5 separate regions of the Mus musculus genome follow, and regions 1, 3, 4 and 5 are each linked to region 2. The links are chromatin contacts, called in public Hi-C, HiCAR-type and promoter capture Hi-C maps. All regions are on one chromosome and are shown on one strand. Each heading gives the region's core, a stretch centred on a gene start, on an enhancer-like site or on the middle of the called end of the contact. The rest is flanking DNA. Distances are from core to core; before and after follow the strand shown.

The links. Promoter capture Hi-C pulls out the DNA fragments that hold promoters and counts their contacts. Hi-C and Micro-C count contacts between places; a contact is called where the count stands out from the background. HiCAR-type assays count read pairs that join an accessible place to other places.
Region 1: a contact with region 2 is called in a HiCAR-type map of kidney, with 5 times the contacts expected there. The contact joins the promoter of Casp6 here to the enhancer-like site in region 2. A contact is called at or near these places in 19 of 39 promoter capture datasets (the 3T3-L1 cell line, 3T3-L1-derived adipocytes, the C10 cell line and 12 more), 42 of 484 Hi-C or Micro-C datasets (the AML12 cell line, B cells, CD4 T cells and 30 more), 22 of 115 datasets of contacts at active chromatin or transcription factors (bone marrow-derived macrophages, cardiomyocytes, craniofacial prominence and 15 more) and 1 of 9 other capture datasets (embryonic stem cells).
Region 3: a promoter capture Hi-C map of liver shows a contact between it and region 2, with 2.1 times the contacts expected there. The contact joins the promoter of Egf here to the enhancer-like site in region 2. A contact is called at or near these places in 8 of 39 promoter capture datasets (the C10 cell line, cranial neural crest, embryonic stem cells and 4 more) and 1 of 115 datasets of contacts at active chromatin or transcription factors (embryonic stem cells).
Region 4: a Hi-C map of liver shows a contact between it and region 2, with 2.3 times the contacts expected there. The contact joins the promoter of Pla2g12a here to the enhancer-like site in region 2. A contact is called at or near these places in 3 of 39 promoter capture datasets (the C10 cell line and embryonic stem cells), 9 of 484 Hi-C or Micro-C datasets (B cells, the G1E-ER4 cell line, bone marrow-derived macrophages and 2 more), 14 of 115 datasets of contacts at active chromatin or transcription factors (bone marrow-derived macrophages, differentiating embryonic stem cells, double positive thymocytes and 10 more) and 3 of 9 other capture datasets (adipose tissue, embryonic stem cells and macrophages).
Region 5: a promoter capture Hi-C map of liver shows a contact between it and region 2, with 2.5 times the contacts expected there. The contact joins the promoter of Mcub here to the enhancer-like site in region 2. A contact is called at or near these places in 8 of 39 promoter capture datasets (cranial neural crest, embryonic stem cells, hippocampal neurons and 4 more), 7 of 484 Hi-C or Micro-C datasets (Th1 cells, cerebellar granule neurons, cerebral cortex and 4 more), 12 of 115 datasets of contacts at active chromatin or transcription factors (bone marrow-derived macrophages, cardiomyocytes, craniofacial prominence and 6 more) and 2 of 9 other capture datasets (adipose tissue and embryonic stem cells).

The regions. Positions count from the first base shown.
Region 1 is chr3:129,899,614-129,904,568 of GRCm38.p6, forward strand. Casp6 (caspase 6) reads left to right here and starts at 1,802. Exons shown (of 7, transcript NM_009811.4): 1 at 1,802-1,893. Gm46825 (a long non-coding RNA gene) reads right to left here and starts at 1,818. Exons shown (of 3, transcript XR_001783989.2): 1 at 1,704-1,818; 2 at 1-507.
Region 2 is chr3:130,682,312-130,687,029 of GRCm38.p6, forward strand. The region is part of intron 1 of Gm36373 (a long non-coding RNA gene); the gene reads right to left. Among named protein-coding and RNA genes, the nearest start is that of Gm36373, 8.0 kb to the right of the region's middle. Within about 2 kb of position 1,745, at least 11 of the 459 cell types and tissues checked have an H3K27ac peak or open chromatin away from gene starts, as enhancers often do. A contact at or near this core is called in hepatocytes, kidney and liver, where this site is marked.
Region 3 is chr3:129,752,547-129,757,680 of GRCm38.p6, forward strand. Egf (epidermal growth factor) reads right to left here and starts at 2,776. Exons shown (of 24, transcript NM_010113.4): 1 at 2,271-2,776. The coding sequence starts at 2,418. It overlaps 6330410L21Rik (RIKEN cDNA 6330410L21 gene), which reads left to right and starts at 1,212. Exons shown (of 5, transcript NR_040589.1): 1 at 1,212-1,377; 2 at 1,916-3,087; 3 at 3,885-4,043.
Region 4 is chr3:129,875,705-129,880,672 of GRCm38.p6, forward strand. Pla2g12a (phospholipase A2, group XIIA) reads left to right here and starts at 2,902. Exons shown (of 4, transcript NM_023196.4): 1 at 2,902-3,231. The coding sequence starts at 3,015.
Region 5 is chr3:129,968,549-129,973,702 of GRCm38.p6, forward strand. Mcub (mitochondrial calcium uniporter dominant negative beta subunit) reads right to left here and starts at 1,658. Exons shown (of 8, transcript NM_025779.3): 1 at 1,402-1,658. The coding sequence starts at 1,527.

The sequences.
Region 1 (4,955 bases), core at 552-3,051, 780 kb before region 2:
TCCTGCTCTAAGGTCCTTCTTCTCAGGACTCTATGGGCACATGGAAACATGTGCATAAATAACCGTGCAGGTGTGTGTGTGTGGGGTGTGTGTGTGTGTAAGTGAAACAATAAGGAAGGTGTGATTGTGCCTATCTTTAATCCTTGTACTTGGAAGGTGAGGCAGGATAATCACAAGTTCAAGGCCAGTGTGAGTTATATAGGAAGATCATGTATCAAAAGGGGAAAGAAGTAATAACAATGTTTTGAGATAAGAAGGTACTAAAGCATGAAAAGCAGTCCCTTTTATCTGCTCCTTTCAAATTTGTGGAAGGCCAGCCAGTCGAGGATCCTGCTCCTATATAGTGAGATAGAGATGCATTGTCAGGACTCAGATAAATAATGAAAGTCATATCCAAAGCATAGGCAGTCTTGGGAGTCAGACAAGCCATTCAAACCAGGACGGTGGTCGACACCCTGAAGTTCACTCTCTGCTAGGTCTAGGCAGCTGGGCTGGGGATGATGAGACCTAAATAAGTAAAAAAATAAAAATAAAAATAGACCACACTGTTTCCCCAAACAAGAGAACGGAGAGCAACTCCCAGCCATTTTCCCTGAGCTTCCCCCATGAAAGGCACGGTTCTGAGTGCAGGTTTAACTGGTCACCACCACTGGAGGGAAAGCTTGAAATGCCATGTCGTAATGACAGAGAAAATCATTATTAAGACAATTGAATATTACTAAGCCTAACCCTCTTTACTTGCCATCAAGAGGGGCCCAATTAATTTCGGACATGTTTTCGGGGCAAGGAAAAAGGTTTATTCAGTAAGCAAGACACAGCAAGACTTCCACTGTCTTATTTTAATAGAAATGGTGACATTGAGACTAGTGAAGGCCAAAGGCTGTGCAAAGATACCTGCAGATGCCCAAAGCCTGCTGCAGCAGGCATGAGACTACGCATGTGTGAGCCCGCCCTGCCCTGTTAAAGAACCTCCCTTATGTACACACATGCACACACACACACTTCCTACACACATGCACACACACACACTTCCTACACATATACGCATGATTAAGTAGTGTAATAAAAGACTCCTCAGTCAGCTGGTAACACCTTAACATAATTTTTATCATCTATAGTTGCTTGCTTTTAAATGACAAGGTGGCACACAGTAGGCACAATATGACAGGAAAGGCCATGGTCACCATCACCTACAGATAGACTGTCGTTCTTAGAATTTATGCATGCACTGCCAAACTACCCCTACTTTTATAAGCCAGACTTAAACATCCAGGAATTGGTAGAGTGCTAGGCTAGCATGCGAGAGTCCTGGGTGCAGTGGCACAAAGACAGTTATCACAGCACTGAGTGTGGGGGCTGAAGGATCAAGGTCAGGACCTCAGCTACAGGAGACTCAGGGAAGGAAGGAGGGAGGAGAGGGGGTTGGGGGGTGGGAAGAAAGTCCAGGAGTTGCCTCCGTTTTGTTTTGTCTAAAGCCCTGTCCAAACAGCAGCAGCAACAACAACAACAAAAACATGAGGAAAAAAGCCCTCTGACTGTAGAGTAAGCTCTCTACACTAAACTGAGCACTAGATGAAGTGGCGAAGAGCGATTGTCGGGCGGGGACGGCAACACTGAGTTCACCACCCTGGACGTGAAGTTGCCCTACTTGCTCCCCGGGCAGTGCCCTCTTCCCCAACACTTACACATACACATATGCTTACACACAGCCAGGCTCTGTGCAGGAGGAAGACGCAGTGGCGTCCTGGCGTTGCCTGGGTGACAAAGGGCCCAGTTGCTTGGGGAGGCAGAGGCGGATCCTGGGGCGGGGCAGGAGGCGGGGCGGGGCTGGCAGGAAACGGGTGGACGAGCGGAGGCCTCAGGGCTAGGACACCGGTGGGAGCTCGCGGGCAGGTAAGTGCGGACACCCGTGCGTGCGTGGGGCACGGGGCAGAGAAGGGTGGTGGCCTCCGGGGACTGCTAGGACTGACAGAAGTGGGCTTGCGGCGCTGTGCAGTGAAGGACGTAGCAGCGGTATTTTGCTCAGGCTAACCCCGCCGAGCGCTTTTGTCCTCACGTCCGCTGCTTCCCGGCTGTTTAAACTTTAGAGGGCGGCGCTTGCACTGTGTAGTGGAGAACTTGGCTCTGCAAGTTGAATCCTGTTTTTGTTGCTCGCGTCTGTCTGAAAAGTGGGAAGAGGAGGCGGACCAAGGCTTGGGGCACAGGCCTGCGGTAACCGGGCTCAAGACCCCTAACCAAGGCCAGACCTGGGCGAGCACCTCCGCCACAGTGTCTTCTGCAGCCAGCAAACCTGTTGCTGTCTACGCGTTAGCCCCAAATAACTTTTCTCCACACAGTGATAAACTGCTAGTTCTTGCTTCCCTCAGAACAGGCTTCCTGTCGCCTATCAAAACCGACGTCAAGCCTGAAAAATCTTTAAGGTCTATCAGAGACGGCCTTTATTTCAGAACTTCTGTCCTTATTCCAGAGGAAAACTGTAAAAGTCCCCATGGTCCTACCAGGAGTGGTCCTATTGGACACACAGGGTCTAGTGGTCATCTCCAGTTTAGGGATGAGTAGTGAGGGGTGGGAAGCCAGGTTGGGGGAGGGCACCGTGCCGCTCACCCTTTTGTTTGATTCCTTTCCTCTCCTGTTCAGTTCTATGTGTATGTGCCCTTTCCAGAGTATGTTCTAGGGAGGTGAGTTACTTCTTACAGGTTATTAAGTAGATGGTTGACAGGGAATATGGGTAGATTCTCATGAAGGTCACTAGTTTGGAAAGTGACCTTTAGTGGAATGCCTGGTGACATGTAGTACAGACTTTGTAATCCACCAGTGCCGGGCTTTCGGTTCCGACCTTAGGCAGGACTGGCCCTGTTCTGTGTTCTTGAGCTTTGGAAGTAGTAAGATAAAGTATCTACCGTCCCATGCAATCAATTACAGTGGCTGATAGCTTTATCTGGAGGGTACCATAAAGAGAAAAAGAGGTGAGTGATTTTATACAAATTAAACTAAGGAGCTCAGAGGCCATGCTTACTGTAGGGTCGAACAGTAAAGGAGAAGTGAGACATGGCCAAGACTGACGATTAATGCTGTGTACAGTTTTGAGAACCAGAACAGAGGAGACCACACATTTCTAACCCTCCTATAGGCTATCTTAATCTCTGCTACAAAAGAGGCCAAGGCCGGAAAGTCTCAGGTTCAAGGTCAGCGTAGATAACACAGAACAGCTCTTGGGGAAATGCTGTGCCATATACGCTTTGAAGCTGCTTTGCTGTGAGCCAGGCTCTGAAGACTGCGGCAAAAGGAATGTGAATTTGAGGCCAGTCTGGGGTACGTTGCTTTTGAACCCTTGCTAAGGCAAGACTCTCTTGAGAAGCCTGCATCCGTGTTGTGCTGGGTAGTCTTATGTCAACTTGACACAAACTAAAGTCATCTGGGAAGAGGGAGCCTCAGTTAAGAAAGTGCCCAATAAGATCAGGCTGTAGGCAAGCCTGTAAGGCTTTCTCTTAGTTAGTGATCAGTGTGGGAGGGCCCAGCCCACTGTGGTTCGGCCATCACTGGGCTTGTGGTCCAGGGTTCTCTCTAAAAGAAAGCAGGCTGAGCAAGCCAGTAAACCATCTGCCTCCACGGCCTCTGCATCAGCTCCTGCCTCCAGATTTCGGCCTTGTTTGAGTTCCTGTCCTGACTTCCTTTCGCGATGAACATGGAAGCATAAGCCAAATAAATCCTTTCCTCCCCAACTCCTTTTTGGTCATGGTGTTTCATTACATCAATGAAATCCCCAATTAAGACAGATATCTTGGCTATCTATTGTAATTTCCCTACACATATATTAAGTATATATTAAAACTGTTGAGTGCTGGCAAGAGATCTTAGCAGGTAAAGGCACTTGCCACCAACCCTGGGACCTGGGACCGTATTATGGAAAGAGGAACCTGCTTCTGCAGGTTGTCACCTGACTTCCACAGAGCTGTGGCGTGTGTCTGCCAGCTCCCACACATACACAAATACATGTCAAAACTTTATTAAAAGACCCCAGCTTTACATTAAACAAACCCTTAGTGAGGGCGTGAATTTGACAGCCTTGAAACTGGATGTTATTTTTAATAGATCTTGAACAGTTACTTAGGCCCTGACTAGGCTGAGGGAGATGTGTGAGACAACCCACACTGAAGCTTCTCATTGGATAGGAAGAGCAGAGTTGGTCTTCAAGGCTTTCAAGGGACTTGGCAAGCTGTGGCTGGCATTCTTGCCACTTTGGCAGCTCTCAGGTGCCTTGCTACAAAGGCAGGTTGGCAGTCCCTTCCTGGATTCTGGCTCTGTAGGTCTCAGTAGCCACCATGACCCAGGAGTCAGCCTTCTAACACTCACTGGCAATTCTGAGGCAGACGGAGGAAACCTACTTAGCACCTATTGGACAAGGAAATGCCCGACTGGACTCTTCACTGAGAAATGGTGCTGCCTGGGTGAACTCTAGGCTAAAGGGGACTGAGCCGCCTCCCCACTCAGCCTCACCGCCAGGGTGGCTGTGGTTTTGCTCTATTGACATGAGGTTAGAACAAGTCTGTTTAAGGCGGGGGGCGGGGAATAATCGACTCCACGTCAAAGACCCCTGCCAAAGTTGTATCCTGTTAGCCTTCTTCTTTGTCCATAACTCTCACCTCCCTTTAATTTGGTAACTAACCAAAGGAGAACAGATTATTGAACCAATGACAGTACAGATGCCATCTGTTGAATGTGCCTCTTTCTTTTTTCTTTTTCTTTTTTAAGATTTATTTATTTTATGAATGTCAGTGCACTGTAGCTGTCTTCAGAAGGTGGCATTGGATCCCCCCTTACAGCTGGTTGTGAGCCACCATGTGGTTGCTGGGAATTGAACTCAGGAGTCAGTACTTTTAACCTCTGAGCCATCTCTCCAGCCCTGAATGTGTCTCTTTACATTTACTGGCATTGGGAGCTGGGCCAGGTGGTGA
Region 2 (4,718 bases), core at 495-2,994:
CAGCCTCACTTTTCCTCCAGACTAGAACTGGCCAACACAGCTCAATCCTGCTCCCTCCTCCTCCCTTGTGAGTTCAATTACAAAGGGTCTCTGCAGCCAGGAGAAACCGGTGCCAGGAGCCTGAGCTGGACACTCTCTCTTGTCTAAAGCGGTCTTGGAGGCAGCCTTTTCCTTTAAAGGGGCTCCAGAGCAGCTTCCAGGGCTGTGAATCAAATCCCAAGCCTAAGTCTGCCGGCATGCTCAATCGTGGTAACCGCTCGTCACTGGGGGGTTCTACAGTCTTCCTCCAGGGTAGTCCTCTCTGAACCAGGCTCATGTGTCTGTCCTGACCTACAACAAAGAACATGGAAAGACTGACTGTTGTCCCTTCTGTTCTTGACCTAACTGTAGAGGACAAATTCAGTCAGGTGTAGACCAGCATCATCCAGACCAGATGACAGGGCTCTTTCAGCCTGCATGGTCAAGTTGCCTTGATTACTCTACCAAGGACAGAAGAGGAAGTGTTCTTAGCAACCAACTTGTCAGCCCTGTGCCGTTGCTCAGGGTAGTCATGGTAGACTGGCTATCTAGTCATCTCTGCTGTCACCTCCACTGTCTGTCCCTCTGCATTTGTAGCTTTTGTGAACACTATCTCTGCCAGTCCTGCTGGTGTGTGTGTGTGTGTGTGTGTGTGTGTGTGTGTGTGTGTATGTGTGTGTGTCATTTTCATAGCTTATTGTGTTCTATCTCTGATAGTCTTGATAAAAGCTGCCGGCCAGCCCCTGTAGAGCTGCCCTAGGCTTACTCAACCTCTGTGGATGGATTCAGAGCAGAGCAGCTGAGCTACAGAATTCAGAGTATGGAGCCCTGGATGCTAACACTTGACTGTAATCACTTCTCTCAGACAGGAAGCATGTCAGTAGAAGCCCAAATGGTTCATCTATTACACGGCTCTGAACTCTTTGGCCTCTTTGCATCTTTCCGTGAAGAACAGCGTCCCTGAGAAATGTCACATAGAGAACAGTATTGTGGCCAGGTACTCAAAGCTTCCCCCCTTCTCAGTATCTCTTCTTACATCCTGGATTTAAAACAATCAACTTGAAGAGTCCTTTGAAGGATCTAAAAGTGCTCCACATTAAGTGTGACATCAAATCACAACTTGGCATGAATGTGTCTCCATTTCCTATGACATACCTAACTGTCCATGCCTAGCTTCCCAGGGGTAAAGCTCCTCCTAATTCAAGCCACCGATGGCCACTCCTAGGACTCAGACAAACCACAGGAGCACACCGCGTTTGACAAAAACTTTGCCTGTATAAGCTTTTGATCACCATATCCTCACCCGGATTCAGTTCTCTTCATGTTTGTCCACATCACACTATGGGGTATATCTCCCCTTCTCAAATGTAGTCTCCATGAAAGCAAGGATTTATATCTTCACTGTCCTATCACGTGCACTTGAAAGAATACTTCACAACTGTCAGAATCCTTTAGAAGAGATAAACTTAGTCCCCTGAGCATCTATGACAACGTGCGTTACAAAGTATCCCTCATTTCCGTGGACAGAAGCAACACAGGCACTCAAGTAAACTGCCCAGTAAGCAGAGCAAGTCAGTGGTGATAGGTGCACGAAGACTCTGGACAACGTCAGCCCTCTATACCTATTGCAGTTTCTCCTTTATCCTAGGCTGTAGCCTCCCCCAGCCTGAAGCGGGCTGGCACAGACCTTGTCGCCAATGAGGTGGAGCCACCTGCGGTGCAGCTTTCCAACTTGGCTGGCTCCTTTTGAAGTGACAACTGCCCTGCTCTTCTGCTACCTGCAGAAGGAACAGAGGTTGAACCTGTCTTCCTGAGGCATTCCTGAATAAGCAACCAGCCTGGCGACCAAGTGCTGGCAGAATGGCTCCAGGCACCAAGAATGGACTGGCGGGGGTTAGGGGGGCTTCCCCCTTATAAGCAAGGTCTCTTAGTAAACTCTCGGGCCTTGATCAGAACCTTTGTCTTGGCTTCATTATCTTTTCTCGAAGTCTAAGTGTCTTTCAGCCCAGCCTGCCTCCCGGGTGTACCCGGTTCATGTAGGCCGAGGGACAGCATACAACACTATGCCAATCAATGGGATGGGTGGCACCACTGTAAAGAAGAGAAGACAGAAGGGAATGGAAAGTATTTGTTTAAATTCCCACATAGAAAGGGACACAGCAGGGCCTTGAGCCTGTCTGGGCTGGCTTCTAAGAGTGAACTAGTGTCAAAGCCAATTATCTGACTATAATAGGGAAAGGCCAGAGCTATGGGGTCTGAGGAGCCCTGCACTTTCTTGCCAGGCATGTGACACCGTGGCTGCTCTTTCCCCAGGCCACTTCTTAGGGCTGTCTTTGCAGCCCACCACATTGATGGATAACTGTCCCTCTTGGACAAAGTATGGGTTTGCCTCCCTTCCCTTCCACACACTATAAAACAGCACATCACTAAACTCAGTGTTCTGCAGCTAGGAGCCAGCTACCCATGTGCGCAGCATCTATCACTACCCTGTGGGGCTTGGCGAGTGTTGTCCCCACGCTGCTTGCTCCGCTGTAACAAAGTCCTTTGTCTTTGACCCAGAAGTCTCAAGTTTTCTGCCAATATCCATGAAACAGTAACAGACCCAGATTATTAACTGACAAACAGAGCCTGGCACTGTTTGTTTTAGAAGAAGTGACCCAGGTTACAAAATAGAACAAAACACAAATGCTGTCAAAAATCACGGTGACTGTCAATTCACTAAGTGTTCATGGAACGCAAGTGACACAGATGACGATCAATTAGTTGGAAGCCTGTTTACTGTCAAATAAAACTTTACGTGACTCAGCATTTTGGATGAAGAAAGAAGCCCTATCCTGGTGATGTGTGTACTATGCGCTTGATTTACCATGAGGCTTGCATAGCCTTGGTCCCTCTACCAATGGCGCTCACTGAAATAAAGCAAACAGTGAAAACCCTTGAGATTAACTACAGGAAGTCAGAGGAATGGCATGTGCGGATCAAACCAAGGATGCCAGTACTCAGAGTCAGTTCAAGAACGATGGAGGAAGCTGGCAGAGTACCTCCCTGGCTTGTGGGGTCCCAGATTCAACTGCCAGCCTTAAACGGGGTGGGGCTAAGAAATAAGAAATCCACCAAAGAGGAAAAGTAGAAATGACGCCAACTAACCTGGGCTACTCAGTCAATTAACCCGTTCTTGAGTGTATTTTCCTGACGAGTTTAATGCAGCCAGGTACTGAAGAGCTATTGAGCGTGTATTGTGTCCCACACACTAAGCTGCACCTCTGATTTCAGGTAGTTCATGTCTAGATAAACAAACAAGTCGGTTATGAAGCACATTAAAGAGAGGCAAGTGCTATAGAAACAGGGGAGACTTGATTTTTCAATGGGAGATAAAGGAAGACCTCATTGTAAAACGTGTATTTGGAAGAGGAAAGGGCGTGAGCCACTCAGGTAGCGTGAGAGTGAGGCCCCTAGCCTGGCTATGAATGTCACGACCAGAGGTGAGCAGTCGAATGAAGCCAACCAGCAGACTAGGAGGTGAGGTCAGTAGTTACGGGGGCAGAGGGACTCTTAAGAAGGGACATATAGGCTCCCTGTGGGACCATGGCAAGGACTTGGGCTTGTGTCCTGTGAATTTTATCTGAACGATTTTAACCAAAAGTACACAGTCATAACCAGTCAAATGAAATACCATTGGCAAGTGGGGCTCAAAGGCTGGGAATTAAGTGATCCTGTTCAGTATCTAAGAGTTGGGGTTACATTTCTCCTGTCCTGAAATCATCTTGCCTAATAGGTCTTCCGGTTACCTGCCCTGCCGGGGTAGGAACCTTGGCTTGAGAGATTTTTTTTTTCTTACACTCCAAGAAGATTCATCCAATCTATGCCCTAGCCACCTGTGGACCATCTGCCGTAAACACATCTGCTGGGTTGACACCCAAGCCACCTGGATTGGAGCTGGGTGTTCGAAAACATCTCCTGAGAGTGTTGAGTTATCATCTAAAGTGGCTTATCACAACTGCTGGGCTCTCATTAGTTAATAAAAGGTTCTCGTCTTTAAGTTCACTGTAACTTCATGGCTGAAGACATGAGCCACCTTCATGAACATAATGTTTTATTTGTGCCTCAGTTCTTTAAAATCAATATGGATGCTACATCATGCCAAAGAAGCCAAGTGTGCAAATGCACAATTTAGGTAGAGTCAAATAAGCTTGCTTGCAAAAGAAAACTGTATGAAAACATTTTTCCAAATCTCAGTGAACTAAAATGCCATGTTAACTATAAGTTGCACTGAGGGACAGGCATAGACTTTGCTAATGTTGTAGCTGTCAGCACTAGTTCTTTGACTTAAATGCCCAAACAGGCATTAAGATATAGGAGATAGATGCATGGCACTCTGCACTAAGCAGTGTGTGTGTGTGTGTGTGTGTGTGTGTGTGTGTGTGTGTGTGTGTGTGTGTTTTAAGAGCAAAAACAAGTAAGACCAAAGTGATAAAATACATATATAAGAGCAATGTTTCTGTATATTTAAAATTATACAATGTGTAAATGTGGACATATAGCTAGAGGTAAGCTATGAGAAATGTTACAAGATGTTAAGTAAAAAAACAGAATTATTTAAAAATTTTCCATTCTAGTAGATTAAAACAAAAACAGGTACTGGCCAGGAAGTGGTGGTGCACACCTTTCTAATCTCAGCACTTGGGAGGCAGAGACAGGCA
Region 3 (5,134 bases), core at 1,526-4,025, 930 kb before region 2:
TACCTGGATTTTGTTAGGCCACAAAGCATTGTTCTTGCCAGGTCAGGTTGGCCACGTAGGTGAACAGTCTCGATAACGAAGGCAAGAGGTACAAGCAGAATTTAAGTGGTGGAAAAAATAGACGATGTCACCATTATCTATTTACAGAGGAGAAAGAAATGCTATCTGCTGGAATGCAGGGGTGACAGGGTGTGACCTAGGCAGTTCTCCACTAACCCAAGATGCAGTGTGAATTAGAGGGCTTAAAGCAGTGACCTGCAGCAATGGGGAGCAATGAGGCTGAGGCACACTCTGAAGTCCACACCATGCCACTGCAGCATTCAAAATAAGGCAATTCAAGGAACTTTAGCCAAGGCACGGAATCAACCATTGGGCAAGAGATATTTCACGCTACTGCAGTCATCCCAATCATGATCCTGAGAAACAGGTATCGCTTCTCAGGGAGATTGTAAAATAACCCAACTATTAAGAAGACAACACAAACTTGAAACCGAGCTTTCTTGCTTCTAAAATCTAGTTCTTCCACACTGTGACACAATCTCCCCAAGTCATTATTTCTGTCAGAGCTTCCTGTGGATCTGATGCAAACTATCTCTGAAAAGCACTCAAGCCACCAGCCTGAGTGGGTAGAAACACAAGCCAGAGGAATTATACACTATTCCCAAGGACCAAGAACCATGCACACATCATCGTTGCTCCAGTTTCTTCCTCTTTTTAAGTTCTGCTCATGGGTCCATCTCTTCTAGCTACCAACTGTGTGATAGGCTCCCACCATTACCCCTCGCTAACCACACAGGTAGCAGGACCTGACTCTGATCACTCCCCAACTATTCCAGGGGCTCCTCCATCCAAGTAACATTCCAGTCCATGTGACACAACTGTGCCCAAAAGTTTTCTCTTCTGTCTCCAATAGCTAATGGCTCACAGGGGGGTCAGTTCTGTCTTGTTAACCCTTTTCTGACATTATTTTCTGAGTCTAAGCAAAGTGGAAGTGCCCTAGGTCCTGGGGATAGACATGGAATTAGTAGTCACTTCTTCAAATCTGGAGTTTTGCTCTGCGGTTGCAACTGATAGTTCCTGGTACCACTCCGAGCCTATGGGCATGCACACCCGATTTCCTTATGCGCAGCTCCTCTGAACGACTCTGGTTGGAGGTCCCCATAGCAGCTGCAGAGCTCTGGCACTCTCATTCCCATGATTCTCTTCTGTCTACCCTGCAGAGATTTCTCTTCTGAAAACACAGTATGTCCTTGTCAATCTACTTTATTGATTTGTTTGCTTGCTTGCTTGCTTGCTTGTTTGTTTGTTTAGGAACTCAGACCCTATCTTAACTGAGCAGGAGGATAAGAAATGAGTGAACCGTGGTGGTACGCACAGGTAATCCCAGCCCTGGGGGAAGCACAGCATGTCCCCGGACAGTCTGAGCTGCAGAGGGAGACGCTGTCTCAAACACACGAGTGAAAAAATGACAAGAAAGGATTTCCAGGACAGTGTGGACCCTTGCACAAATGAAGTAGCTTCCTCGCCAAAGCAGCAGGTTAGGGACTATCCCCTACCCCCAACCCCCAGCCCCGCCCCCACCCCACCCCCGCCCCCGCCCCACCAGGTTAAGAATCAACAGTGAGAAAATGTTTCCAAGTGTTAGGTGCCCTAGTGTGCAATCAGAACAATTCCTGATTCCTCTTGGAGAAAACGCTGTTTGTAGGAGCCCAGTGGAGGCTCATTTACTCCTTGTCACTTCTCAGCTTGCAGAGTCACGGTGCACCTGTTACTAAGAACCCAAGAGCGGGGTCAACGCTTCAGAGTAGGGAAGATCAGAGGCTGAACTTGACACTGGGCTTTGTTGGTTTTGTTTTTGTTTTGTTTAAAAAAAAAAAAACCCATTCATTGACTTTTGCCATTTTCTGCTATGAAGTAACCAGAAGGAAGACTTTTCAACAACAAGATCGGCTGCCACCATATGTTCCCCCAGTTTCTAATACAGAGCAGATCAGCTAGGTGTTACTATCTCCCCAGAATCAAGACTGAGGTTAAACAAACATTCAGCTGGTTTTAAGTGAGGCTTTGTCATGCACAGAACAGTGGAGAACGGTGACATTTCGTAATTGGTAGCATCAACCAACACACACACTTCAGAACACACAACTTAAGCAAACACGCACACCCAACGACAAACCAGGGGGGAAAGGCGCAGGTGTACAAGGTAGAGCGAGCAGACACCTAGAGGCATTGTCCCGGACAGGGTGGGCTCCTGTTCTTGGATTACTTACCGGCACAAGTCCCGCTTCTCTCGCTTCTCTCGAGAGGACCTGGCTGACAGTTCCCGGTCTGCCATGCTGTGACGCTGAGTATGCTAATCTTTAAAAACACCAGCAGGAAGGCGAGCAACAGCCAGGTTGGCCTTCGGCCCCAGGGCATCTTTTATTTAGCTGCCTTTCCAGGTCCTTCTGCACCTCTCGAGAGCCTCTGAGTGCAGCCGGAAAGGCTCCGGGAGAGTTCTTTGTCTCACTTTTTTTTTCCCTTTGGACAGCAATAAGAAGTACCTGACACCCGTATGACAAATTTCCCAGAGCCTAAGAGCCCTGCAAGGCCTGCAGGTGACTGATTTCTCCCTGAGACAGGCACAACCAGGCAAAGGATGAAAGAGAAACGAGACAGGAAAGAATTGATGGAAAGTTCCAAGCCCCACCGGGATGAGGGATGGTGCTAACAACGAAATATGCAGATAGGATTCCTTCCCTATATACAGATAGGAATCCCTTCTCCTTTTGGAACCCAGAGAGACTCTGCTCTCCTTTTTAAAGCTCTTCTGGCTCCACCTCCTCTTCTTTAGTGACACTTGAGCAAGCAGACAAGCCTCTTTGCAAACACCATGAGAGCAATTCCACCAGAGCAAGCAGGAAGGCAGGGCAGGGTGCCAGAGAGGAGATAGCTGCTACTCACTAAAAATATTCAGGGTAGAGAAGGGGGAAAGAGCAATTTGGGGGTGTGGCACAGCTAATGGTTCCAGGGACCTGCTGAGTACTGCTTATGTCTGAGGATCTTGAAGAACAGAGACAAAATTAAACCACACTTTTTAAATCAAAGGTGAGTAACACCATCAACAATTCAGACAATTTATCATCATTGATCATGAATGTGAGCGATGTCAAGGAGAGCTCGCTTTCAGCTCATTATTTGAAGGAAGTGTCAAGGGCGGCTCGCATGCCTGGAGCTTAATCTTAGTTCTCTCTCCTGTATATTTTATAGTGGAATTTGTAAGATTATTCTTTCCATACCAAAGGGAAATCCCTGTAGCCAAGTGAAGAGATACAATGTAGACAGATACTTTTTCTTTCAGCACTCCTGTAATAAAACATCACCGTGGGTCAGGAGAACAGGGAAAGGGGTGGAGTGTTATGACTGAGCTGTACTGGAAAAAGAATACAAGGGAATTGTGTCAAAGCTGGGAGCCCCAGGAAGCACAGTAGAGTGGAAATCCTCAGACAACTCGGGCCATCTATCACATCTCAGTGATAGAAAACAATTAAGTTGGCTCTCCACTGGCTGTCTCCTTCAGCACCTCTACACAGACCAAACCACTGCTCCTTCAGGAATATACATAGAATCCCCAAATACTCAGCTCTGGTCAGCCATTTCAGCAGACTTGATGAACAATGGGAATTCTGGTGGCTTACTTGGCTCTGGAGATGGGCTTTTCCTGAAGATGCCCTGAGGGTTCCGAATTCAAGTCAAGATGTGGCTCTAGCAATTAATTATCTCAAAAGCAAGACATGCACTAGTATAAAACCTTTGTAGAGAACAGAACAGCTTTGCCCACATTTAACTGGGTTCTGACTAATTTTCAAAGACAGAAGATTAAAATCATGCTTCTCAAATTCCAGTTCTTTATCTAGGCAGCTCTGACCCTGTGGAAGGAGAAACAAGCCCTAAAGGAGCAGCGGAAGACATGCAGATGAGTGTACACAACGTTTTATTGCTCTCTGGACTCACAGAGACTCAAGACTAAGAATGGAGGTTCTACAAATAACCTGTGCTGAGTGGTTTGTCACTAACATGGTCCGTGAACTTCCCCTTCAGCAAAACGCATTGGCTGGTATTGATGATGGTGACCAGTAAGGATGCTGGTTAGCAAGGGGAGATGGAACACAGTACAGCATGAAAGCAATTTAACGCGTTTGTAGAAACATATCCAGGATATAATCCAGAACCACGTTCTATTTGGATTTGGAAATAGTTATGTCATTTTTGGTTAGAACACATTTGTTTTAAGGATGGTGAGGTGGCTCAGGCAGGTCAAAGGAAGGGCTGCCAAGGCCAATGACCTGAGTTTAATTACTGGGACCTACATGGTGGAAGGAGAAGACGGACTCCTGTAAGTTGTCCTCTGATTTCCATTCACGCACAGGAAACATTCACCCACACACAGAGTACACACACACAATAATAGATAATTGCAACAAAAAAATTTAAACGTTTGTTTCCCCCATTACAAGTCACCTGCACTAATGTCATTGGTGTTGAACACAATAGAATTGCCTAAGAGATATGGAATCAACAAGAGATAGAGTTGATGCTTTAACTGATGGCTGATAGTAAAAATCAATCCACTGAATTGTCTCACTATCCTCAATTACCCAAATAGCAAAATCACCAAACTGAGCTATCCCACAACAATGGGCATCCGGAGGAACTCCTTATTCTTACTTCCATCTCTACTCAGAAGGCACTCCAGTGAGAAACAGGAGTCATGGTGCTTAGCATCAAGGGCTTGCTGTAGTTGACTTTCCAATAACAAGAAAGAAGAGTGTGAAAGCTTGAGCTAGCAAATCCCAGTCACCAAGTGTTCTGGGGAGCAGAAGACGGCAGAACAAAAGAACTGGAAACACAGCCAGCTGAAATAGGGTGACCCTCGATTAGGTTGTCAGAACAACCCAAGACAGGCTCAGCCTTGTTTATGAATTAAGAGGGGGGAGATATGGAGAGCCTTTGGGGGTGCTTGGCAGGAATCTGACATTGGCCAAGGACAAGGAAATGGGCAGGAATATGACATTGGCCAAGGACAAGGAAATGGGCCCCTTGGCAGCAATCTGACATTAGGGCATGACAAAGAAGTAAGCTCAGGCAGGGACCT
Region 4 (4,968 bases), core at 1,652-4,151, 810 kb before region 2:
GGAGCAGTTACTTAAGGCAGCTGGACCACTGGTAAGCTCACCCAAGTATAGATGACAACTCAGAGGAGTTGCATCGTTAGGGCTCACTACGCAATTTGTAGGCAATTCCACAGAAGATAGCCTCCTCTCCCAGCCGCTGCTTACTGCTAACACTACCCCAGAAGGACCTATTGTTAGCATTTTGTCTAGGCTCTGCTCCACAGTTACCTGGCAACAGCCAGATGTGCCTGGCTCACTATAAAAGGGACTGCTTGCCCCCTCTTCTTTTCTCCCCATTCCCCTCCCCCCTCTCTCTCCATGTGCTCATGGCCAACCTCTACTCCTCTGCTCTTGCTCTCTGTGTTTCTCTGTCTCTATTACCCTCTTAACTCCCCTCTCATGCCCTGAATAAACTCTAGTCCATACTATACCGTCGTCGAGTGGCTGGTCCCTCAGGGGGAAGGGATGCCTCAGCATGGACCCACAGAGGCACCCCCTTCCCCCATACCTGACTATACATCCACCAAACGTATTCCTTTATCTTTCTATAAAAAACATCACCTATTGACTCTCGTACCTTTCTGAGCTTCCTGAATCTATTGAGTCTCTAGTTTCCTGGGCTTGATGAACCTCCACTCTCCCTCCTTTTTTTCTTCCTTTTCGCTCTGGCCCTGCTTGTTCCATCCTGCCCTCTTTCCCTCCTTAAGAAGGAAGAAGAGCTACAGGACATTCCACAAGGGAAGGTGTGAAAATGAACACCGTGTTTACATAAAAAACCTGGCATAGTATCATTTATAGGGCAATGGCACCACCAATCCTCCAAACCTCCTCAGACACTGGAGCCAGGAGTCTGGCCTTGCTACATTTGCATCTTCCTGCCAGAGAACTGAGAACTGCCTGCCCGCTGCTGAGCTGCTGAAGAGCCTACTTTGCAACTCAATCCTGCTGAAACAAGCAACAGAACCCAGCTGAAACAAAGGGATGGGTCCTTAGGTTTTCCCATATGTGTTCAGTGCCATGCATTAAAGATTGAGCCTTGATCAGAGAACTTTGTCTTGGCTCGTAATTTCTCTCACTGTCCTTCCCATCCATCCCCAGCTTTCCTTTCAGGAACCCAGGAACCCGTGGCTGCTGGCGGCTACGATGATAACAATGATGATGTGTTTGTAGGTGCACGTAGACGTCTGAGGACAACTTGGGGGAACCCCCTTCTCTCCTTCCACTGCGGGTCTCGGGTACCAAGAGGCTATTAGGCTCATGTAGCAAACGCTGAGCTTTCTCACTGGCTCTTAGCGTTGCTTTTGTCAGAGTACTTTCTCACAGCAACAGGGAAGAAAATGAAGTCACAGATGAGGTTCTCAGGCAGCTTTCCAAAGGCCTTGCAGCTTGAGGGGCCAGCCACACACAGGATGGAGAGCAGCTCCGTGTCCTGGTACCCATAGTGCATCAGAGAAAAGGACAAGCTGGGTGTGGCCTCGTGCCCAAGACTTGAAACCACTGAAGAATTAAAGTTGAAATGGGAGGCAGGGAGGAAGAGGCAGGGGAGGGTGGAGGGCTGACATGAGATATGGAAGACAGGAGATCCCAGACTGTTCCAAGGGAGACTGAAGAAGACAGAAGCCACCTTGGGGAAGGAGAATGCCCCTGGTTCTAGATGGGTCAAGGAAAGAAAATACAGTGTCTGGGGACAAAACTGATGACGACAGGGTACCAGGGAGGGGGATCTGAGTCTGTGGCAATGGTGAGATTTTATTTTAATTATGAGGTGACTGCTGTGGCCATGGATGGCAGATCATAAAGAGAAGTGAGGAACTGAATCCGGTTTAACCAGTCGTGTTATTGCATCCGTGTGCAATAGACGAGAAAAGGTGCCAAAGAATCTGGCATTTGAGAACGTAATCCCCAGAGAGAGACACGCGGCAACCCGTGTCCTCAGAGCACAGGTTATTGTTAAGGTAAAAGACATACATTCAGCAAGATGTAAATGTGTAAAGAAATAGAAAAGAGAGAGGCTTGGCGCCAAGATCCTAGCACTTGAGAGGATAGTGTGTTCAAGGCAAGTTGGAGGGCAGCCTGGGCTACAGGCCAAGACTCTGTCTCAGAAAAATTAACTGAGGGCTGGTCCCAGGTAACCTTACCGCATTTGTCCCGCTTCGGAAGACACACTCCTGCCTCCCTTTCCTCTGCCTAGTCGGTGATTAGCTTTTTCTCTACAGTATTTAGAATTTTAAGGAGGGATAACTGCCAACTTCTCCTTCCTTAGAATTAGAAGCAATGGAGGAAGTGCTCTGGCAGATTGAGCAGAGTTCCATCTTCAACAATCCTCCAGACCATGCTGCGCTGCTAGGACTGCGGCTGATCATAGGGTTCCCACAAGAACCCAGGAGGCAAATCCAGGCTTGGTAGGGTGCAAGGCCAGCCCGTGTTCAAACAGTTTTCTACGCTGGACCCCAGGCCTTGTCCAGTAAAGGCTGGGACTGCGGAGCCCAAGGGAGGCTGTGCTACTGGAGTCGTTCTAAATTATGGTGTCTCGGTAAACAGGAGAGCTTTGTAAAACAAGCAAGCAAACAAACCTCACTAGGAGCTGGGAGGCGGTGGCGCACGCCTTTAATCCCAGCAGGCGGATCTCTTGAGTTCGAGGCCAACCTGGTCTAGGTGAGTTCCAGGACAGCCAGGGCTACACAGAGACCCAGTCTTGAAAAACAATACAAAAAACAAACAAAACAAAACAAAACCAATTCACTGTGGTGTTGAACCAAAGCAATGACTATGTCTAGGGCATTGGCAAGGCGTTTTTAAGACTCCATAGAGGCAGGACCGTAAGCTACGGGAGCGTTCCGGAGACCACGTGGGCAATGAGGCTCCCACGCTCGGGCGCATGCGCACTGTGGGCAGCGGCGCGCGTGCCCGGGCGGGCCCACCGTTCGGCGCAGCTCAGTGACGGGGCGCGAGCTCGCGAGCGCGGAGGAGGCCGGGGGCCTGAGCCGGAGCCGGAGCGCGCGCCGCTGCCCAGCCCCGCCGCGCCGGCCCCGCAGATGGTGACTCCGCGGCCCGCGCCCGCCCGGAGCCCCGCGCTCCTCCTCCTCCTGCTGCTGGCCACTGCGCGTGGGCAGGAACAGGACCAGACCACCGACTGGAGGGCCACCCTCAAGACCATCCGCAACGGCATCCACAAGATAGACACGTACCTCAACGCCGCGCTGGACCTGCTGGGCGGGGAGGACGGGCTCTGCCAGTACAAGTGCAGCGACGGTGAGCCGCGACAAGGGGGCGCGGGGTGGCAGGGGGTTGGAGGCGGGACAGTCCCCGGAGGCTGGGGGGTTGGGGGGAAATGCGAGAATCCGAGCCAGGCAAGTGGATGGGGACGGGTATGAAGCGAGAAAATAAAGGGACTGGTGCCAGGCAGGGGGATGTGTGTGTGTGGAGTGTGGAACAGGTAGATGAACAAGTGTGGAGCAGGTGGATGGGGCACAAGTGGGGGGCTAGAAGATGGAGGGGTACGTGTGGGGCAGGTTGTGGGGCGGGGGACACTTGCGGAGCAGGGGGGCGGGGACAGGGAAGCGGGATGGAAGGACGAGTGCGGGACAGGGGGATTAGGGGAACAGACGCCAGACAGGCATTGACTGCGTCCTCGGGTGTGGAAAGAATGAGCAGCGCTTGGAGCGTGCTGTCCTTGGGATTGAGCAAGCTGGGAACAAATGTGAGAGGTCACCTGAGTGCGCGCTCTGCACTCTGCTCTCCTTTGCATCTGAGCTTCTCGCCCTCTCTCCCCGCCATTGCACAAAGTTGCCTAAGAACTTTCTGATGTACGGGGCGGGGTGGGGGTGGGGGGCGGGAAAGGTGGGAGGGAAGTGGGACAGACTGAGTTTAGCACGTGCGGTCATGCACAGGCGCGCGCACACACATCATGTAATTGGTTCAGCTAAACATAGAAAGCCAAACGACAATTTAAAAGCCATCAGTTGGTGTTAAGTGCCATTTTGTTTGTTTACCTGCAAAGCTAGGTAAAATAAATTGTGGCTTTTGTATAGATTTCTGATGTACTTGGTTTTTGAGGGAGGTATACTGCATTGAAAAAGTTCCCTAACTTCTGGAAAACAATCTAAGACTTGCAGTTTTGTCTTGATTTGATTTTTGAGACAGGGTCTCAGGTAGCCCATGCTGGCATTGAAGTTGGTATGTAGCTGAGACTGACCTTAAACTCCTGTTCCTTGGCCACCCAGGTTTTGGATGACAGACACAAGCCATCTTGTCCGCCTTGTAGCTTTCTTGGGTATCACTGGCCTCTCTTCCTTATTCTCTGTCAATATTAGAGTTTGTCTGCTCATTCCTTTCATTGTTTTTAAACATTCTGTTTGAATCTGAGAACTTGTTTCATGGCAGCGTGAATAGTCATAAAATCAGCACTTAAGGCAGTGATTTGAGTGAGGGTTTTTTGTTGTTTTAGTGTTTTGTTTTATTTTAAAGCATTCTGTGTGTGTGTGTGTGTGTGTGTGTGTGTGTGTGTGTGTGTGTGTGTGTGTTTTGAGGGGTGGGATGAGGCTTCTGTTTGGCAATTCAGAATGTTAGGATATAGAACTTGTAAAATCAAGCTTCTTATGAGATTAGCCAAGGCTACCAGCTGAAAATAATAGGGAAATTCATGACTTTAGTGAGAAACCCTGATTGCAGAGTTGGTAAACTTAATTTTAAAAAAGTCTCTCCTGTAAACCTGTGACGTCCCTGCAGCTTATAAGTCTACAGATAGCCTCCATCTTTATGATAATATAAAGAACATTCCATTGAATTCATTCTAGGGATCTCCATTTGCCTCCAAAACTTAGGCCTAAAACCTTCCACCGATACACACCAAAAAGAATATTTTCTTCCTGTACAATATTTTGTTTTTGTGAGCTGTATTAGTGGGGTGTCGTGGGTAACAAGGAGTAAATGATAACTTTGCTAAGGCACAAGTTCTATTTTTTTTATTAGATATTTTCTTTATTTACA
Region 5 (5,154 bases), core at 408-2,907, 710 kb before region 2:
TTAGCCACAGGGCATCTCATATGGAAAGCAATAAGATCTTAGAGAAGGAAATGTCCCTACAGTGGGGAGATCTGATTCACAGAAAATGGTCCAGCAGCTGTAGCTGAAACTCTTAGGGGGTAGAGAATCCAAAGCTGCACAGAGATGCAGCCCCGCAGGCTTGGCTTTATTCTGGGATCCGGTATTTCATCCAGGTATTTACTCCAGGTATTTAAATGGGAGAGACCTAGTGGTAGGTGGGTGTGGCCTAATAGAGCCTCGTTGTTTGGCTCCATTCTCAACACTTCGAAATTGTCAAATGAGCTTTCTAGTCAGCACTGTTTAATTATCACTGTGTTTCTGTGGTGTGAGGCAAAGAAAGGAGTGAGTAGTTAAGAGTGTTCGGAATGCCTTTGTCTCTGAGAGGTAAACCTTAAAGTACTATTTTTAGAGAACTTTTCTGAAACCACTTCACTGAGTTTGCCCACAATAAGTTTTAAGGAGTTTGCCTTAGGTAGAAGTGTCAAAATGGACGTTTCTGCTTGCTTTCAAACATTTAACAAAAGTGTTCCTTTAAGCATTGAAATATTTCTTTTATCGGTGTAAATTCTGGGGCATTAAGACTATACTTGGGGGGCAGAATCCAAGGATTGGGGCACTGGGGCAGTCGAGCCGGAAAGATACAGGAACTGAAAGCGATGGAGCTGACACAGCTCCGTTCTCACTGCAGTGAGAGATAGTAAATATGTTCATATATCGCTCTCCCTTTAGCAGTCTGAAAGCTAACCCAGTAATTGAGGTGTGGGCAGACTCAGCTCCAGTCCCAGCCCCAAGCAGCCTCGGGTCCCTTTCCCCTGGCCCCCTTTGTATCATGAAGCTAGTAAACTCAGCACGTTCCCGCTCTTCTTCCTTTTCTGTGCCCATCCACACCTCTTCCCTCCTCCTCGAGGTTCCACACAGGCCATGACACAAACTGTGCCCGCCTAACTGTTACAGCACACACTTCTGATTCACCACTGACTCGGGTTTACATGTAACGAAAGGGAGGGGCTCCGGGTTTGGAGGAGGGGCAAGACAGGGTCCTGGGCCAGTCCACCCTGGAAGACAGCATCCCAGGTTACAGCCCACCCCGATGACAGCCACCCTCCGATGACACAGCCCACCAAGCTCTCGCGGCCTCCCCTCCACCCCGGCGACTACAGACCGCAGGACACAGCGGTGGGGTCAGCGGGCTGCGCTCCCGGGAGATGCGCCCCGCGCTGGCCGCTCCTGGCCTGTCTCCCCCACAGCCCCGGGACAAGTCGCCCGCGGCCACCACCTGTCGGGGTGCGGAGCAGCACGCAGGGAACTGCTTTCACTCCTGCCGAACTTGCCCAACGCAAACTTTCCACCCGAGGCTCCCGAGCCTGCGCCGCGCCTTACCTGGGGTGTGGATGGCAGCTCCCTGGGATCCCCGCGGCCGCGGGCTCGGATCGTCCGCAGCAGCTGCCACCGACCCAGACATAGCCCGCTCGGGAGCATCCTCCTGCCGGACAGAGCTCCTGGCATTAACGACGCATCCTCATCCGGCTGCTATAGCCCAGCCCGCTGTGGGCTCTGCCCGCCCCGCCGACTGGGGCGGCGACAGGAGGGTGTGTCCCCGCTTTGACTTCGCTTGGTGCACACCCGGGCTCCAGGCTGGGTATTTTTCCTCCGACAAAAAAAGAAACATTTTTTTTTCTCTCTCTTTAAAAAAGCGCAAACGAGTGGCGAACTTCTTCCTGGCTCCCTCACATACGTCTTGAGAAAGGAAAGAGGAGCTGGACTCACACCATGCAGCTGTTGATGTCAAAACCCAACAGAAGCCAGGACCGGAAGTAGTGAGGCTTGCTTGGGACCTCAGATTTGGGAACGCAGGCCGATGATTGGGAGTTCAAGGCCACCATCCACTAAAAAGTTGGAGTACACTCTGAGCTACCCCAAACCCTGCCACAACATGAACCAAAACTCCAGGGCTCTGAGGAAAGGACTGGGAGCTGGGAGCTGAAAGGTCCCTGGAAATTGCGCTCCTTTGCCCGGCTGGAAAGAGGAAGAAAAATGAGTTTGCCAAAGCTCCACCTCCAGGTGGGCTCCAAGGCTTGGGATGAGCCTCTCCTGGGCCTCAGATCACTGGCAAAGTCAGCCCAGGACTCTAGATGCTCCAGAGATTTGTAGTTCATTACAGGCTGGCCCAAGTCCAGACACTGGGAAATTTTCTTCCACAGCAAAGCTTGCTTCTCTTTGGGGGGCACATGAAAGGACCCTGCTCCCCGAGGGGCAGGAGTTAAGCATTGCGAAATCACTGTTAAAACCGCTATTAGCGTTAACGATCAGTTCTGTAGGCTCGCATTGTAAGCACTCTCAATGCTCAATGCTCGACGCTCGCTTTCCTGTAAATGGCAAACATGTGGGGGTGGGGAGGCAATTTGGCTTCCTAATTGGCAGCTGTTAGGCTTCCCCTGATTCCTGGCTGCCTCGAGCCAAAGGACTGTCAGTCAAACACTCTGCCATTCTGAGCGCAGCACAGATGCCTTGAGGAAACTACAGGATGGTGATCAAAGCTCCCAAGGTTACAGCCCCAGCCTGGAGTGTTTCAGTTTACACAGGGCGGTTTTGCTATCACATGCCCTGTCACTATTTCTAACCAGCCCAGAAGAGAAGCATTTTACCTGGCAGCTCAAAAGTTACAGTTGTTGTCTTTGGTGTGAACACAAACCATCTGTGTGAGAGTTTTGCTGTGATTGGTACACTATCCCCCGCCCCACCCCCACCCCCGCCCGCCCCTCTAGCCATGTAATCCCAGTGTTTGGCTGGTTGGTAAGCTAGCTGCGGAGGCACCATTGCGTTTCCCTGCTCTGGTGTTACAACCTTAGATCCAATAGAAGGCTTCTCCAGGTCAGTGGTAATGATGCACTTTAATTCCAGTAATCAGGAGGCAGAAACAAGAGGACCTTAGTTTGTAAGTTCAAGGCCAGCCGGGACTCTATAATAGGTTCCAAGCCAGTCGAGGCTACATAGTGAGAATCTGTCCCAAAATTTAAAAAAAGAAAAAGAAAGTCACCTACACAATTTTCTTAGTTAGGGTTTCTATTGTTGCAATAAAACAACATGACCAAAAGCAAGTTGAGAAGGAAAGGGTTTTTTTTTTTTGGGGGGTGGGGTGGGCGCGGGGGTGTTATACTTCCTAATTGTAGTCCATTATTGTAGGAAGTCAGGACAGAAATTCAGACAGATGTAAACCTGTAGGCAGGAGCTGATGCAGAGACCATGAAGGGGTGCTGCCTGCTGGCTTGCTCTCCATGGCTTGCTCAGCCTGCTTTCTTATAGGACCCAGGCCTACCTGTCCAGGGATGGCACTACTTACAATGGGTTGGGCCCTCCCACATCAATCATTAATTAAAAAAATGCCAAGCCGGGTGTGGTGGCGCACTCCTTTAATCCCAGCACTTGGGAGGCAGAGGCAGGTGGATTTCTGAGTTTGAGGCCAGCCTGGTCTACAAAGTGAGTTCCAGAGAGACCCTGTCTCGAAAAACCAAAAAAAAAAAAAAAAGCCTTACAGCTCTGCCTACAGTCCGAGCTTATGGAGGCAAATTCTCAGTTGAGGTTCCCTCTTTTCAGATGAGTTTAGCTTGTGCCAAGTACAACTACCCAGCACAAAAATGGTCTTCTCTTGCCTACTTGTGTAGAGTAGGTCGAGCTGGTTATACAAAGAAAAAAGCAGAGACAAGAAGCAGGGGAGTCAGTGATGGCAGTCACCGAGTCCAGGCAGCACGCTGAGCACCAGAAGCAGTGGGGTCATCAACTGCTTTGACAAACCAGAGGGCACAGAGTGGCGGAGGGCACAGGACAGGCCAAGACACAGAGGAAGAGGGAACGCAGGCTGCACTGACAGTCGGGAAAGAGCTGGGACCTGAAGGAACTGGTGAGCCAGGCAGACAGAAGGGAAGAGCTGGCTGGATGTTAGGAAAGCTGTCAAAGCAGAGCCACAGCCACAGATATGCAAAAGCAAAAGGAATCTGAGAGAGCAACAAGAGCCCGGGCAATGCTGGCTGCAAAGGTCAGCCGAGATGAGACAGTGGTTAAGAGCCCCCTTGAAGAGGACTCAAGTTCTAGTCCCAAACTACCAGTCCTCAGGTAGTACTATGTTCAATTTTCCAAGGAACCACCAGACTGATTTCCAGAGCGGTTGTACCAGCTTGCAATCCCACCAGCAATGGAGGAGTGTTCCTCTTTCTCCACATTCTCGCCAGCATCTGCTGTCACCTGAATTTTTGATCTTAGCCATTCTGACTGGTGTGAGGTAGAATCTCAGGGTTGTTTTGATTTGCATTTCCTTGACTAAGGATGTTGAACATTTTTGTAGGTGCTTCTCAGCCATTCCATATTCCTCAGCTGAGAATTCTTTGTTTAGCTCTGTACCTCACTTTTTAATAGGTTATTTGATTCTCTGGAGTCTAGCTTCTTGAGTTCTTTGTCTATCTTGGATATTATCCCTCTATCAGATGTAGGGTTGGTAAAGATTTTTTTCACAATCTATTGGTTGCCGTTTTGTCCTATTGGCAGTGTCTTTTGCCTTGCAGAAGCTTTGCATCTTATGAGGTCCCATTTGTCTATTGTTGATCTTAGAGCAAAAGCCATTGGTGCTCTGTTCAGGAAGTTTTCCCCTGTGCCCATGTGTTTGAGACTCTTCCCCACTTTCTCCTCTATAAGTTTCAGTGTATCTGGTTTTATGTGGAGGTCCTTGTTCTACTTGCACTTGAGCTTTGTACAAGGAGATAAGAATGAATCAATTTGCATTCTTCTACATGTTAACCGCCAGTTGAGCCAGCACCATTTGTTGAAAATGTCTTTTTTTCCACTGGATGATTTTAGCTCCTTTGTCAAAGACCAAGTGACCATGGGTGTGTGGGTTCATTTCTGGGTCTTCAATTCTATTCCATTGATCTACCTGCCTGTCACTGTACCAATACCATACACTTTTTAATCACTGTTCCTCTGTAATACAGCTTGAGGTCAGGGATGGTAATTCCCCCAGAAGTTCTTTTATTGTTGAGAATAGTTTTAGATATCCTGTTGGGTTTTTTTGTTGTTCCAAATGAATTTGCAAAATGCTCTTTCTAACTCTATGAAGAATTAAGTTGGAATTTTGATGGGGAG